Regions from separate parts of the Mus musculus genome. Here region 1 is linked to region 2. A link is a contact called in public HiChIP or PLAC-seq data. All regions are on one chromosome and are shown on one strand. Each heading gives the region's core, a stretch centred on a gene start, on an enhancer-like site or on the middle of the called end of the contact. The rest is flanking DNA. Distances are from core to core; before and after follow the strand shown.

The links. HiChIP or PLAC-seq counts read pairs in DNA pulled down with a chosen protein or histone mark.
Region 1: a FOXA1 HiChIP or PLAC-seq map of pancreatic cancer cells shows a contact between it and region 2. The contact joins the promoter of Dot1l here to the promoter of Atp8b3 in region 2. A contact is called at or near these places in 7 of 39 promoter capture datasets (the C10 cell line, cranial neural crest, embryonic stem cells and 4 more), 2 of 115 datasets of contacts at active chromatin or transcription factors (pancreatic cancer cells and pro-B cells) and 2 of 9 other capture datasets (adipose tissue and pancreatic islet).

Annotation. Positions count from the first base shown.
Region 1 is chr10:80,753,848-80,756,547 of GRCm38.p6, reverse strand. Dot1l (DOT1-like, histone H3 methyltransferase (S. cerevisiae)) reads right to left here and starts at 1,345. Exons shown (of 28, transcript NM_199322.2): 1 at 1,024-1,345. The coding sequence starts at 1,104.
Region 2 is chr10:80,537,713-80,540,412 of GRCm38.p6, reverse strand. It overlaps Atp8b3 (ATPase, class I, type 8B, member 3), which reads left to right and starts at 1,289. Exons shown (of 28, transcript NM_026094.3): 1 at 1,289-1,397.

The sequences.
Region 1 (2,700 bases), core at 96-2,595, 220 kb before region 2:
GAACTCAGATTATAAGACTGTTGCTGAGCCATCTTGCTGACCTCAGGAGAGTTGAGTGGACACTTGTGGGAATGTTCAAGGACACACAGGGCTGCCTAATTCGAAGAGGCAGAGGACAGGTGCAAGGGCATCCCAGGACACACATGTTCCCTGGGACCCCAGTGAGGATGTGAACTCAGCAGCACCAGGGAACCCCACTGCTGTATCTTCTACTCAAAGCATACAAAGGGCCACAAGGGGACAGTACACTGACCTCCGCAGGCCCTCCTGGACTTCAGAACCCACTTGCCTCTGGCACTTCCACTTTAAGGGATAACACCTCCAGCTTTGCAGAGTCGCACCAGCTCTACCCACCAGCATGAGAGGACAACCTCCAGACTCCCTAAGTCCCCTCTAGCCATGCCACCAACATTAAGAAACAACTGCTCCAGCATTCCAATGTACCTCCAGGCCAATCCACCAACGTCAAACGACACATGAGGTACAAATTGAGATGACAACCTCTCTAACTTCTCAGGTTCTTTCAGCCGGGCACCCTGACATGAAGAAACAACTATTCGGAGCCCTCCTACCACTCCACGAACGTGGGGGGACAACCCAAACCCAAGGGCCAACCTCCCCCTGACTTCCTAGGGTTCTTTTTAGCACCTGCCCATGAACATCAAAAGGTGACAACGAGAAAGGGCATAGAGGACAATAGGAGAAGGCATCAGGATAAGAAACAGATGACTGGAAGAGGGCACGTGAGGTGACAATTTGAGGTGACAACATGAGGGGTCGCCACGAAAGGCAAGGAATCCCCGACTTCTCAGTCTCTACACCCCTGCCCACAAGGTCGGTCCAGACTCAGGTCCTCAAAGGCTGGAGACGCGGGGCTCCGGGCCGGCGGCGGCGACAACGCGACCGGCCGCGTCAGGGCAACGGCAGGCGCGGGCCGAGAACGGCCAAGGACCCGCCGCCGCCGCCGCTGCCGCCGCGGAGCCCCACGACTCCTACCCCCGCGTTCTCCGCAAGTACACTCACGTAGACCGGCAGCGGCCACGGGTAGACGGCGGGCTCGGCGCCCACAGGCGACTTGAGCCTCAGCTCCAGCTTCTCGCCCATGTCGGCGCGCGCGGCCGCCGCACCATGCTAGGCGGGCGGTTGGGGGAGGGGCGGGGCCACCGGCGGGAAGCCGGGCGGGCGGACACGGGCGGACGCGGGGCGGACGGCTGAGGACAGACGGCCCGGCCTGTGCCTCGGCCGCCGCTCCCGTGTGGCCCCAGCTCCCCTCTTTGTAGGAGTCACAGAGCCGGGGCGTCTAGAGCCGCCGCCATCTTGGGCCGGCGTGAGGAGAAGGCACAATGAGCCGGGGGGTCGGGCGGAACCACTCGGCGAGCGCGCGCGGGGGAGGCCGGGAGCCAAGAGGCGGTGCGCGCCCAGAGCCTCCGCCCGCCGCGCCGCGCGCGCCACCCCTCGCACGCCACGCCCCCTTGGACTCGCCCTCCTCCGACCGACGCACGCACTTACGCACGCAGCGGCGCACGCACGTCCTCGGTTGCCCTCCGACGTCGCCGCCAGCCGGAAGCGGGGACCCGGGGAAACCCTGCGGAGGAAAGCGAGAGAGACCAGGCGGGGTCAAGTTCAAATCCCAGTTGCACAGGCTTGCTTCGCGTCCCTTCGCTTTGCTTTGCTTTTTTCTTTTCTTTCCATTTCCTGTTCTTTTTCTTTCTCTTCCCTTCCCGTCAATTTTCTTTTTCTGTTTTTCTGGCTTTTTCTTTCTTTCTTTTTTTTTTCATTTTTCAATTTTTCCCCTTCTTTAGCTTTTCTATTTTTTCACTTTTCTAGCCTATCTGCTTATTGTTTATTTACATGCTTTTTTTTTTTTTTTTTTTTTTGAGACAGGGTGTCCCTGGCTGTCCAGGAACTCATTCTGTTGACCAGTCTGACCTCGAATTTACCAAAATCCACCTGCCTCTGCCTCCTGAGAGCTGGGATTAAAGATGTGAGCAATAAGTTAATTAATAAATCATCAGTCAAATTGGACCCTATAGGTCGGAGGCTCTCAATTAAGAGTTCAAAGCAATGTTATTCTCTGACCTGCCCAGAACTTTACAGAGTCAGGAGCCAAACTTATTTCCTTCTTAGGCCATTCCAATCCTTCTAATACTTAAGTTCCCTCCCCCCAAAACCTTCTGAGAATAAGTTACCTTGAGGTGAGCTGTCACCAGCTCACCAGCCGCTTCTGGATAGCTGCTTCTTCTTCCTGACTACATGGGAGTGAATGTAATCTAGGGGAGATGGCTCCCACCCCTCATCCTAGCGCTTGCCAGCCCCCAAAAGAAGGATCCGGAGCTAGAAGCCATGCTGAGCTACCAAGTAAATTCCGGGCCAGCCTGGGCAACTCAGTGAGCCCTCGTTCCAAAACTAAATGACGTGGTAAAAGACTCTGTAGCTTGGTGTCTCAGTCAGGGCTTCTATTCCTGCACAAACATCAGGACCAAGAAGCAAGTTGGGGAGGAAAGGGTTTATTCACCTTACACTTCCACATTGCTGTTAATCACCAAAGGATGTCAGGACTGGAACTCAGGCAGGTCAGGAAGCAGGAGCTGATGCAGAGGCCATGGAGGGATGTTCTTTACTGGCTTGCTTCCCCTGGCTTGCTCAGCTTGCGCTCTCTCTCTCTCTCTCTCTCTCTCTCTCTTAAATACATTTTTTTCC
Region 2 (2,700 bases), core at 40-2,539:
AGTGCCTTGTGGGCTCCCTTTCCCACTTAGGCATGACAGATACAGACCTGGCTCAACCGTGCTCACTGGTGTGCAACCTTCCCACTCCTAATCCCCAATTCAGCAATGTTTAGTTGGGCTGGAGTATACTGTGCTTAGTGTGCTTGGAAGATGCTCTTCCCAAATGCAGGAGATGTAGCTCAGTGAGAGGCTGCTGTCATTATATAGGGTGGAGGATTAATCTGCATTCCCCTACATAATAAAGCTTGAGACCAGTTTGAACTTAACTCCTGCCCTGCAGAATGAAGCTCAGACCCACCTTTTCTGAGCCTGTCCCTGATACCCCAGCCATGCCCTAGTCTCTGCCTCCCTCCCTGGATCATGACTTGACCCTTTTCTTCTTTTCTCCTCCTCCTCCTCCTCCTCCTCCTCCTCCTCCTCCTCCTCCTCCTCCTCCTCCTCCTCCTCCTCCTCCTTTTGGTTTTTCAAGACAGAGTTTCTCTGTGTAGCCCTGGCTGTTCTGGAACTCACTCTGTAGACCAGGCCTGCCTCTGTCTCTGCCTCCCAAGTACTGGGATTAAAGGCATGTGTCACCACTGCCTGGCTTGACCCTTTTCTGTTCTACGGCTGGCCTTATCTTGGCCTTGCCCGCAGAGATTCCAGATGCCAGACCCCTGCCTTTCCTCCCTGACCTCTTCCCAAGGCTTTCCTGTCCTTTCTAGTTTACCCAAACCCCCTCCCTCCTTCCTTCCTTCCTGGCCCTTGACTCATGCCTCCGCCCACAAAGCATTGTCCCATCCTTGAGATGTAATACCACGCTCACCAGGAATAGACTCCCCTGGAAGCCTGGTCTCCGCTTTTTTTTTTTTTTTTTTTGAGACAGGGTTTCTCTGTATAGCTGTCCTGGCTGTCCTGGAACTCACTTTGTAGACCAGGCTGGCCTCGAACTCAGAAATCCACCTGCCTCTGCCTCCCGAGTGCTGGGATTAAAGGCGTATGCCACTACGCCTGGCTGTACAATTAATTCTTGCTCCACCCATAAGCCTGGTTTGTAGCACAAGGTTGGCTCTGCCAAGCTCCTAAAACACGACTCCGCCCACGAGACCTGACCACACCCCGAAGACTCAGCCACGCCCACAACTCCAGGCTCTACCCTTACCCTCTGTGCCATTCAACTAGGCCCCACCTTCTCCAGGCCCCGCCCCTGTCGCCTGGTCCTATCCTTCTCCTGCCCTTAAGCTGCAGGCCTTAAGGCTCTGGTAGGCCCCGCCCCCTTCGCAATGCCCCGCCCCACGAGCCCGCGCCACCCGTTTCAGACCCGTTGGCACCAGGCTAACAGCTCCACAACATCGGCGGCCCTGGACGCCGCTGGCGGCCCGCCCTAGGCAGCCAGGCCCCACCAAGCCCGGCCCTCGCAGGTGAGCACCGATGCTCACGAGTTGTGCATCCTTGGGCGCCACTGTGACCTCTCTGTGCTCTAGGGGTCTTGGGCCCGGATGCCAGCACTTGAGACAGGAGATGGTGCCCCCTTGAGGTTCATAAAACCAGACACCGAGGTGGAGCTTACCTACAGGACAGTTTGGTGACCACTAGAGTTCACTAGGGCTGTGCGTCATGGCCGCTGGGGAATACTGCTAATGGGGTGTCTGGTGAGTGGGCAGGAACACTTTGGAACAGGAAGATTTTGGAAACTTTGAAAAACATTGGAAAGGAAGACTGAGTGCAGTAGCAATTCTCAACCTGGGGAGGGTCAAACGACCCTTTCACAGGGGCCACCTAAGACGATCTGAAAAAAACAGATATTTGCATTATGCTTCATGACAGTAGCAAAATTAGTCATGGAATAACAACAAAACCAATTTTGTCGTTGGGGTCCCCACAATATGAGGAACTTATTAAAGGGTCATAGCATTAGGAAGGTTAAGAACCCCTGGACTAGAGTGTTCCCTAGAATCAAGATCTCTTCACACATCCTTCCCACACCCTCTCCAGCCTCAGTTTTCCTCACGTGATAATCAGGGAAAAGCCCAATACCCAGAGCTGGTGCTGAGCCAGGAGGAGGTGGGGCCCCAAGATGCCCTGGGGAAACACATGACTCAGACACCAGGACTCCTTGTCCTGGGGGAAATGTGGGTTCAGCAGACATTAAGACAGTGAAAGCTCTAGAAGAGAGGTGACCAGAGGCAAGATGGGGGACACCCCAGCTGCTCAGGAAGCCCCCAGGAGGCGCATGATTCCCACGGGCCGGTCTGGGAAGTACAGAGTGAAATTTGGAGGGTGAGGAAGAAATCCACCAGGCAGGGTGGTGACAGTGGGGGGCATATGGGTAAACTGGGGGACCGATGGGGTGAGTGCTCAGGTGGTGGTTGAAGATCTGCCCCCCGGGAAGGGAGCAGGGAGGACCCATGTCACCAGGTATAGGGCTGTCTTAAGTTACCAGACCCAGCCAGGAGTGAGAGCACAGGTCTGTCATCCTAGCTCCTCCAGGAGGCTGGAGCAGAATTATGGGTGTAAGAGCAGCAGAGTGAGACCCTGTCACTACACTTAGCAATCCCAAGGCCAGATCTTTTTGTCTCCCTCCTCCTCCTCCTCCTCCTCCTCCTCCTCCTCCTCCTCCTCCTCCTCTTCCTCCTCTTCCTCCTCCTCCTCCTCCTCTTCTTCCTCCTCCTCCTTTGAGACAGGCTTTTGCTATGTAGGGCAGAGTGTCCTTGAACTCACAGC